Linked DNA regions of Zea mays: region 1 is linked to region 2. A link is a contact called in public Hi-C data. All regions are on one chromosome and are shown on one strand. The core of a region is the stretch at or near the end of the contact, and the rest is flanking DNA. Distances in the headings are between cores, read along the strand shown.

Region 1 (5,188 bases), core at 1,356-3,855, 150 kb before region 2:
ATTGAAATTTGAATATAGGAATGAGGATGGGTAAGCTGCCGGAAATAGTCTAAAGAACAGAAATTTGGGTAGCATTTCCATACAGCTAATAATAATACCACATCAAGTGTCATTAATCTCAGTCGACAATGATGGTTGATAAATCCATCATTCCGATCTGGTATAATAAAGGCTAAATGGGATCACCACTATAATTTGAAAGTGCTGCAGAGGTCAACAAGCATGAAGATTGATATTCTGCATGAGAAATGCCATGCAAAAACAACTCATAGAGTGTATTATTTCTTGAGTTTCTCAAATTTATCATTATTAGAAGCTTGTTAAGCTCTGCAGCTCATGGAAGTTCCCAAAATGTTGAAAAGGCCAATCTTGTAGTGTTAAACGCAGGTAAAGCATTAAATGCAAGCAGTAACTTCACATTCCAACATTAGATTTTATTAGAGTACTGTGTAGAGTAAGTGACTACAAAGGCTGACACTGATTGAATACTTCTCATTCAAATAACAGGTTTTAACAAAGAAATAGGAGAAATAGTGTCAAAATTAGTGTGTGTAGATCACATTCACATTTATGTAACCTGGGACATAATGTATGAGAAAAGGTAGGTTTCATGAAGCTAATATGATCTATGATTTCTCATGAACTTTCTGGCTTCTAGTGTCAGGAATAAGGATATCTGTTTTGCCAAACAATAGCTTCATTTTCACTTGGAAATTCTTAAAGTAATAGTAACAGCAAGTAACAACAAACCACTATGAATTGTTTGGGGTAGTACATAATGAAAAACTTAGAAAAATCATAGTCTTCAGTAAAACAAAACAGTTATGAATTTCCAATCAAGAATGAATATGACAAATATGATAGAATGCCCAAAAGGGCAACAAATCATCCTGGTAAAGAGTCATACTCGCATTTGCTCTTGCAACCTTCTTGGATCGATCTGTTCGTTTTCAGTAAAACCATCAAGTGAAGCCATGGATGCCATCGCCAGCTGACCAATGTAGTCCTCAAAAAGCTCGCTACCGAACAGCATCGCAAAAATTGCTGCAGGATCAATTATCGCTTCCCTATAGGATAATGTTAGAAAGCAAATCAGAATGCAACCATCAGACAAGATTTGACAGCATATGAGATTAAATACCAGCTACATAAGTAAACTATCAAGAAAAATAAATTCTACTAGAGCACTTGAATTTTCAACAACACAATGGCATGTATCGGTACTTAAACATACGTTGAAATACCAGGTTTCCCATGTAAGTCATAGTCTTCACGCTGCTTGGGATTACTGAGCACTTGGTATGCCTCCCCCAATTCCTGCAGTAGTAGTAACTCAGATGAAGATGTGGCGTCTTTCTTTTTATACAGTCCGATTTGCATTGACATCAAATATGTATCTCAAAAGCAACAAGATGCAGAGTGAAGGAATCCACGATAAATGGACATGTGGCAGAATCGCCAGTTCAATATAGTACTCCCTCCGTCCCAAAATATAATTCGTTTTAGACTAATCATATATTCATTAAGTAACATATGAATGTAGTTTGTATATATGTTTATATTCATTATCATTAAATGAATATGAATAGAAAAAAAGTGGATTAGAAAGAACTATATTTTGGGACGGAGGTGGTATTGTTTTCTACCCTGAACAACGGAATACTGTTGTTGGGTGTATGGCACAAGGATCCCACAGTGCATTTATTTATCCACTTAAGGATGTGTTTGGTTTGAGGCCAAAGTAGTATGAGGCGGGGACGTCACCGTCTCTTTGATTTTTTATCTGATTTTCACCCATAGTGACTCTCATGCAAACACTATAATGCAAACACTATAGAAAATCTGTCCGTCCCTTTTCATCCCTCATTTTACGTCCAACCAAACGCACTCATAAATGTTCAGCTGTTTCTGAAATGCGCACCTAAAAAGTTGAGTAATGCGAAAAATGCAGTGATTTAGCCGATTGGAGCTCAGTCGCGTTAGCACAATGGCAGGTAGTATCAGGGAAAACAAGTAGGATCCGCCGCTGCTGCGGTTGAGAACTGAACGAGTCAGTGGAGCATTAGAATACTTGCCTGGAACCTCGCCGCCGCAAGCGGATCATCTGGGTTCTTGTCCGGATGGACCTGCCTCGCCTGCAACACGAGCAGCAACCACCGAAATGAGGCGAAAGTAACCATCTCTGAACGCACGGCAACGATGGGGAAGGGCGCGCAGGCAGCACCTTGACGTAGTATGCCTTCTTGATCTCGGCCTCGGAGGCCGTCGGGCTCACTTCCAGCACGTCGTAGTATCCCGTCTCCCTTACCATCGAACCACGCTACTCACTTCTCCTCCCTGCGCGCTCTCTGCTCCCGCAGGTCCCGCCGCTTGCGCTCGATCGGAGTTCCCGGGATCTCCGCTCGCCGCCGCGCCCGCCACCGGTTACCTCTCCTTCCCTCGGAGCGGGTGGTGCGGGACAGCGAGAGGGGGCGAGGTGGCTGGCGCTGCAATGCTCTGGCGGAGTGGCGGGTGGCGGCTCCTTGCTGGGGGTGATCCGTCCGACCATAAAGCCGCCTCGAATAATTCGCATGCTTTTTCCCCGCCTCCCCTCTCCTCCACCGTATTATAATGCGGGGATGAGTCACATTGACATGGAGCTCTTCCTCGCTAGTCAAAATCAAAATCGTGTTCCCCGTTCCCCTCTCCCCTCTCCCCTCTCGGTAAAACTAAAACCCTCACTCGCTGATCCCGCGGTTTCGCGAGTGAATTATCGCGCTGGTGAGGTGGACCACATGGCCGGCGCTGACCCCGGTCAAACGAATGAGGCGCGGTAGCGGTCAGGTTTGGTGGCCCACCACGTGGTGACCACTGGGCCGGATAAGGCCCGCGCGTATATATATTTATTTAAGCTCTTCCAGAATTTGTGCTACGAGGGATTAGCCTAAACTAAACTAAAGCAAACTTCATGCAAAAAAAAATGCCTATAGACTTCACTTCACAGCTCTATGCTGATTCCGCATGGACCGGACCCGGCGCAACGCATGAGAGGCTGCTGTTCCCGGCACGCGTCAGGAGCTCGATCGCTCGGTTTGGCTTTGGTGCAGCAAACGCACGGGCACGCATGGAATTGGGAACGAACCTGAGTGGATGACTGGATTCTTTCTTCAAAGGAAGGGAGAAAAAAGTGGGGCTTGGAATGGGCGGTGGAGGCGCCCTCATGTCGCAGGTACTAACTAGTACGTGCGTGTAAAGCCACTAGTCCGACGCCCCTACAGCTGCAAAAGGCGTCCGCAGGAGCAGGACAGCCCCCATCCGAGGACGAGGACGACGACGACGAGCAGCGCAGAACACGCATGGGGGGGCGAACATTCGCGAGGCTGCCGAAATGGGCAGGTATGGTCGACGACACTTCGTCGTTAAGGAAAAGCCATTCCACGGCGTGTTTCGCGGAATTGCATGTTAATTGTTATTTTCGTTAACCATGTGTCTAGGATCTTAACTTGGTATGCTGAATCACCCGTGTATAGGTTGGTTCGGGAGGCGTGTCTACTCCTTTAAAGTACTGGTTTTATGCGTTGTATCTCGTACATCATATGTGAAACGTGTAAGTTTGTTTCTCTCTTCCAATTCTCCTCTACCAATGAACCGTTACTATAGATGGCCAGCCGTGCCGGGCTAATCGTGCCGGTCCGGAGCACGACACGACACGGCTGGTGTCGGGCCCGTGCCGGCACGGCCCAATAGGTAGTGTCGTGCCTGCAGGGGCGAATCTAGGGGGGTTTATCGGGGTCAGGCGACCCCGATAAATTTTATAAATCCTTTAGCAAAATACTGTTAAAGTTCATAAAAATTTGTATGATATAGCAAAGCTGCTCTTGATGACCCCGATCATATTTTCGGCTAGATTCGCCACTGCGTGCCTGGGCCGAGCATCAGGCATGCTGGCCGGCACGGGCACGGCACGATTAGCCCCCAGGCACGGTTAGGCACGATTATGCATGATTAGATCCAAACACACCTAGTTAGCTGTGTGTTGTAATCTTTTTTCTTATATAGGGTTTTCTCATAAGGGTGAGTTTTTACCTAAATAGGTTTTTAATGAGTCAGCCATTGCACTAAACAGTTCAATATTAGCTATTTTAGTATGTTTTAACTGTGTTTGTGAATATTTGACTAAAATTCTGTGGTGTAGTGCTAAACGGGCTATATGGGCTAAACGGGCTATATGGGCTAAACGGGCCGGCACGGCAAGGCTAAGCAGGCTTAGTGCCGTGCTTGGGCCTGGCCTTAGGCACTAGTGCCGTGCCGGCACGACACGACTATTAAACGGGCCAAACGGGCCGTGCCCTAACCATGTCGTGCCTAGTCGTGCCCGGGCCGGGCCGTGCCGTGCCGCCCATTTGGCCATCTCTAACTGTTACATTACATATGACCCATAAGAAACCATCCCAGCACAACACGATAGAAAGTCGCACCCAGCACCACGTACTACGTTAGCTGAAGGACAACGACGTTAAAAGTGGATGACTCTCTGTTCTTCAGCTAACGTGGTGCTAGGTAAGATAAAAGGTTGTACGTGCCCTTATATGGTTATACCTTCCTCGACCTTTTGACTAAGATAAAAGAGAGCCGGAGAGCCAATGCACTCACCGGACATGTCTGTTATCTGGTAATGCATTAAATTTCTCGCTCGACATGAGTTATTCACAGACAAAGACTTCTAGATGGTTGGCTCTGGACTCATCGGGCGTGTCCACTAGACGTTATGTACTATTAATGGCTAGTTTTGAAACTAACAGTCAGAGTGTCACATATGGCTAGTTTTGAAACTAGTTGTTAGAGTATCACCAAACATGTTCGGTGCAGGTAGCAAGGTCACACCGAACATGTCCAGTGTCCCATAAATATTGAGTGGAGAGGCAACAAATAATCCTTTGTCTTAGGGCTATACATACCCCTCCATCTCGTATTTAGAGTCTCTCTTGCTTATTTGTTGAAGTAAAAAATAATTTGAAAAACAAGGAGAAGTTCTTGTCTACTGAAGTGGTTAATATTTGATAAGATTAAGAAGCTTATTAGTGAACAAAGAGTAAACTCAAGATGTGAGCAGTTGTGGGTGATTCACCGCATTGGTGATTCACCGCATTGGAGTAACAAAAAATAGCCTTTAGTGAAGACTTGTTCCTTTGTGGATCAAGGAAAAGTA
Region 2 (5,894 bases), core at 2,367-4,866:
TAGGCCATCTCTAATGTTTTGTACGGCCATATATACAGTCTACTGGTCATGGCCTTATATTTTTAATTTTTTTCAAAAAAAATTACATTTTATAATATATACAACGGTAGTACGTGGCATGGGCCACTGACTTAATTCTTCGACTAAGCGTTTCCTCAAAGCAACATCGAGTTGAGAAAGACACATGGTAAAAGGGTGAGACGAAAAGCAAGTATATAATTAGGGGCCTCTTTGAAACAAAAGAAATATAAAGGATTTTTAAAGAATTCATTTTCTACGGGAAAGTTTCCTACGCGAGTCTTTGGAAACACAAGATTTAATCGCATCAATTCCTTTGAAACTCTATAAATTGCTTTCCTCCATACAAGTTTTGGACGAAAATAACAAGAGATCCAATCTCATGGAAAATTTTCTATATATGTCTTTTATCTCTCTATTCGAATTCCCGCGTAGCATCCATCCAAAGACTAGGTGAGAAATTTTCCCGCGTGTCCTCAATTTCTGTAGGATTACAATTCATGGCCAGCTCTAATCCTGCGTTTATATATATTCCTATGTTCTAAATGGGGCTTAGTGGTGTTTGCATCGGCCAACCGGAGCAGAGCCTTATCTCGCCAGATTTGTTTTGTTTTTTCCACCGAAAATAAAGCAGGGGCACTCTTGTCTAGCTAGTCGACTGCACACCAGCTCTGCTAGCATTGGCGGGTAGGTAGGTGACTGATGGCTCATGGCCGCGCCGTGGCCATGCGTGATGCTCCCATGCACGAGGCTGTACCGGGACGACGCCCCGGCCAGGTTCGTGTCCTCGGCTTCGCTACCTCTCGGGTGGGTGCGTGCACGCCGGAGCCCATTATTTCTATTAAGCTGCTGATGCTGGATTCCTCTTTCTGAAGTGGTGTTTTAAGTATGAAGTGTGTGTGCTTTGTGAAAACCTGCGCTGTATTGTGCAGTTTATATTATTAAAAAACATCACTCTTTCTGTGTCAATTTTGCAATAACACGACATGATAACCACAATAATCTACTCCCTTCGTTTTTTTATTTGTCGCGTTTTAGTTTAAAAATAGTGCCAAGTGGTTGAGATAAAACTCTTATCCTATCTGTAGCCAGCATTTAGGGAAGGGCATACCTAGGGCTGGAAAATTAGCACGAGGCTCGCGAGCCGGCTCGAGCTCGGAGCGGCTCGGCTCGGCTCGCAAGCGGCTCGCGAGCCTCGAACGAGCCGAGCCGAGCCTCTTCTTCGAGCTCGTTTTTGCAGCGAGCCGAGCCGAGCTGGCTCGTTCCAGCTCGCGAGCCGGCTCGCGAGCCTTGCAAAAATGATCAATTTATGGAATAATAATGAATATTAGATAATTTTATGGATAATAGCTCATTTTCTAGTCTTTGATGATGAATATATTACAAGTTATAATTTAATTTACTCATAATGTAGAATGATGATTCTATATTTCAAATTTATATAATGTTAATTCACCAAATAATGCAACGAAAAGTACCAAAATATGGCTCGCGAGCCGAGCCGAGCCTCTTTCTCCAGCTCGTGGAATGGACGAGCCGAGCCGAGCTCGTTCAGGCGCCGAGCCGTACCGAGCCGAGCCGAGCTCGGCTCGGCTCGTTTCCAGCCCTAGGCATACCTAATAAAATATCTTTTGAGACTCCATTAATATAAGACAAACCCAAGATAGGTCTGGTTTGATGCCACCTTGGCATCTCCAAACAGGCACCTACAAGCTGAGTGTTTTACGCACGAATCACCTGGCTCTCCCTAAGATGGCGTAAGGGCATGGCTGACTTGGGCAGCATGACCTCGACATCACGCGCGCTCTCAACCAGGCCGGTCGCATAGTGCTCAGTGGTTGAGATAAGGCTCTTATCCTACATCTTTATTGTGAGAGGCAACAATGCGATCAAAAGGTGTCAGTGTAGTCACACCTAAGGTCACACGCGTACCCATGAGCACTATGTTATGTGTCTATAACGCCTACCAACTGAACTCAACGACATGGATCGTCATTGTAGCCACGCCTGAGGCCATAGATGTACTTGCTGGCACAATATAGTGTATGTGGCTACTGTGGGTACCAATTACACCATTGTCCATGGCGTAGGCTCTCATATCTGGCACTATGGCATATCACACTCACCATTATAACATACAACAGGCATATGTTGCGTACCATACAATAACTACGATAAGATAGTAATAGTTCTCACTCTCATAAATAGGACCCTCCACCAAGGATGTAACTCTCTCTCCTCTCTTGTGCTATAAAAGGAAGTGTAGAGTAACATAAAAATCCCCGCCAACATCACGAAGGTCATGATTAGGATTGTTCCTAACTTGCTAGCGCAGTCATCATTTGAATATGTATGCTTCGTCAACACTTATATATGGACATCCACCAAACATAGGATGTAGGGTATTGTGCTTTGACGACCTGAATGGTCAGTGTCACAACTTCATGACAATGCTCTAAAGCAGAATAGGTTGAGTTCGCGCTTGTGAAAATACTATTATTTATCACGCAGCGTCATTTAAACAGATCACAAACAAATCAAAATTAAATTTCTCCTACCTAAATCACATTTCAATGACCGAAAACCGGTCGAGAAGTGGCGGAAACCGCCGAGAATATCGAGAAACAGAACTTCGAATTGTAAAAAAAAAAGTTCAAACCGTCCAGAGTACTGAAATCTGCCAAATTTCGAGCGGTTTCATATTTTCGCAAGGTACCGGAGGGAGGGAGTATAACTTAGTGATGTCACATGTAACATGACACGTAGCTTTCGCATACCAGAATACTGGGCTGGGAATAGCCATTGGCAGCCAACGGAGACACGCATGTGGCACGAAAAACGACCGGGCACGCGCCCCACACCGTCGGCTACTGCGTTCGCCTCGCCGTCGTACTTGCAGGCTACCTATCGTATCGTATGGATCTCTCCCGAATCCCGTTCGGCCTGGCCGCCGGCTTTGGACATGCACGATGGGTTTGGGATCGCGTCGTGGTCCCCACAGGCCACAGGCGACGGAGTTAGTGACGACTGACGAGTGAGGCAGCGAGCCGATCGAGTGATCCCGGGGCGACCACCGCGCGCGCGGAGTCCTTTCTTTCTTGGCCGCGACCAAAAGCGAGCTCCTCTGCTGCTTCATTCGTTCGTCTACCCGGTATGCTTTTATTTCATTTCATTGAAATCCTTTTTGTGTTGCTATTGCAGTGAGACAGCAATTGCTCAGGTCTGTCGTCTGAACCACGTGACCCGACACACACACACACACACACACACACACACACACACACACACACACACACAAAAAGCAGGTCACTCACACGACATCGCCCCAGCCACTGCCAGGAACGGCAAGGCGAGCGAAACACGAGATGGAGCTGAAAAGAAAATCCGGAAGCGAAAACACGGTCGATCGCGAGGCCAAACCGACGAACGAAAGCGTCACGCGATCCGGGCCGTGTCCGTGTGCCCGCCGCCCGGCGTATAGTACGCGACGCGACGAGGAGATGGCGTTCGGTCAGCCCACCTGCTTATTCGGCGGGCGGGCGGGCGCAGATTGCACTGGAGTATGTAGTGCTCTCTGGTTTTCGCAAAAAAAAGAAAAGCTTGCTAATAGCCTGGTCATGGCCGGGTTTTGTGTTGCTACTTTTAGCTACTGATTGCTCGCTAGCAAAGTTGGTGGCCTTTGTGTAAGATGGCACTACCTCTGCATCCTTCTCCTTCCTTTCCTACGCTGTATCTCTTTCTTTCTTTCTTTCTGTGTGATTGTGTGTGGAATTCGGCCGCTCCTCCGCTATATATATAGCGACGCCCGGCCCGCACACAGACAGCTCCAGAGTCCAGACGCCTGATCGGAAAGCAACGTCGTTGCCCCCACCTCGTCACGAGTCAGAGAGCTACACAACAACCATCCTGTTCCCGCCCGCATACAGGACTCTAGCTAGCTAGCTAGCGTTGTTCCGTTGTGGTTGCTCTCGCTCTCGTTCGGTCGATCATGGAGTGGAGGGACAGCTTCTTGGACCTGGCGCTCATCCCGCTCAGCCTGCTCCTCCCCATGGCGTACCACGCCTGGCTGTGGCGCGAGGTCCGCCTCCGCCCGCTGCGCACGGCCGTCGGCATCAACGCCGCCACGCGCCGCCTCTGGGCCATCGGCATGATGAAGGTACGCACGTACGGCGCATTGTTTTGTCTGTGGATTTTTTTTTGGTTTCTTTCATGGTCAATTGGCTGCATGATGCTGCTGCGGTGCGTATGTGATTGTTAACTGTAAGCGCAGGACAACGCCAAGAACGCGGTGACGGTGGTGCAGTCGGTGCGGAACGTCATCATGGGGTCGACGCTGATGGCCACGACGGCGATCCTCTTCTGCACGGGCGTGGCGGCGGTGCTGAGCAGCACCTACACCATCAAGAAGCCGCTCAGCGACACCGTGTTCGGCGCGCACGGCGAGTACATGATGGCGCTCAAGTACGTGGCGCTCATGCTGCTCTTCCTCCTCGCCTTCCTCTGCCACTCCCTCGCCATCTGCTTCCTCAACCAGGCCAGCTTCCTCATCAACACCTCGGCCTGCCTCTTCTCCTCCTCCGCCGACTCCGACGCCGCCGTCCTCGGCCTCCCGCTGCCGCCCACCAGGGACTACATCGGCGACGTCCTGGAGCGCGGCTTCACCCTCAACCTCGTCGGCAACAGGCTCTTCTACGCCGGGGTGCCCCTCCTGCTCTGGATCTTCGGCCCGCTCCTCGCCTTCCTGTCCTCCATGGTCATGGTCCCCATACTCTACAGCCTCGACGTCGTCAACCTCATGGGCCACAGCGGATGCGTCGTCGTCAGCGGCAAATCTGCGGAGATGAACGGCGGGAGCGAGTGCGCGCGTGCCGTCTGAAGCTGCCGGACTTGTGTCCTCAACAAACCATATGCATGCGATCCGTACATGTGATTCGGTTGAGACTGTTGCCGCGCGCAACGGCCTGTGATGTGTCGAGCACCAAGGAGACGGCATGTTGTTCGTCGTCGTCGTTCTCTCATTCATGTGGGGTTATAGGCTAGCCGCGCGCCGTCGTAGCTGATGCTGATGTACTAGGAAAACCTTCGTTGCATGGATGACACGGAACCCATACCCCACGCGGTTCAGTTGCTTTGCTGCTCTTGGTGCTCGACAAGTTGACAGTGTGTGCCACTACAACACATATTCCAAGTCGGCTTTATCTCTTCCTGTCCCTTTGTCTAGTTTATCTTGACATGTGTGTGTGTATACATATACATATATATATATATATATATATATATATATATATATATATATATATATATATATATATATATATATATATATATATATATATATATATATATATATATATATATATATATATATATATTTTCTTTGCCATGGCGGTTCAAGCAGCAGAGAGACAGCAAAGGTTGGTGGCCGCTAGCATGCGCGATGCAGAATTCCACAATGTCAGCGAGTGCATGTCAGCTGGCGTGTATCAGGGATGTCGTCCATTATATTACCATGCCCAAATTCGATGACGGATCAGCACGCAGGCACAAACCGGCGCAGCAGGGCCCGTGCGCGCGGCTTCGAACTTTTTTTAAATATATTTTCGTAAGGAAAATGTCAAAGTATAGGTCTGGTCCTGGAAATCCCAAGAACAGCGTGCGTGCTCCTTATGTTCCAGAATAAATGACTCTCTGATAGTCTGATATTTAAAATTTATCTAGAAAAGAACATTCTACAAATTATGGGCATCACTTTTATTTTATGGTACTCGATGAACTTGCACAGGCCAATGAGGACCTGGGCCTGACCGCCTGAGAGTGAAAAAGGCAGCGAGCCTAGAGCCGTTCTAGATTTCACACTTGATTGCAACCACGTCGGC

What was found. Hi-C and Micro-C count contacts between places; a contact is called where the count stands out from the background.
Region 1: a Hi-C map of leaf shows a contact between it and region 2, with 4 times the contacts expected there. The contact joins the promoter of LOC100284051 here to the promoter of LOC100276373 in region 2. A contact is called at or near these places in 7 of 25 Hi-C or Micro-C datasets (ear, endosperm, leaf and 1 more) and 1 of 3 datasets of contacts at active chromatin or transcription factors (leaf).

Annotation. Positions count from the first base shown.
Region 1 is chr7:139,520,113-139,525,300 of Zm-B73-REFERENCE-NAM-5.0, forward strand. It overlaps LOC100284051, which reads right to left and starts at 2,606. Exons shown (of 10, transcript NM_001370574.1): 1 at 2,225-2,606; 2 at 2,076-2,135; 3 at 1,235-1,317; 4 at 908-1,067. The coding sequence starts at 2,311.
Region 2 is chr7:139,671,441-139,677,334 of Zm-B73-REFERENCE-NAM-5.0, forward strand. It overlaps LOC100276373, which reads left to right and starts at 3,617. Exons shown (of 2, transcript NM_001150179.2): 1 at 3,617-4,174; 2 at 4,289-5,229. The coding sequence starts at 4,007. The coding sequence ends at 4,894.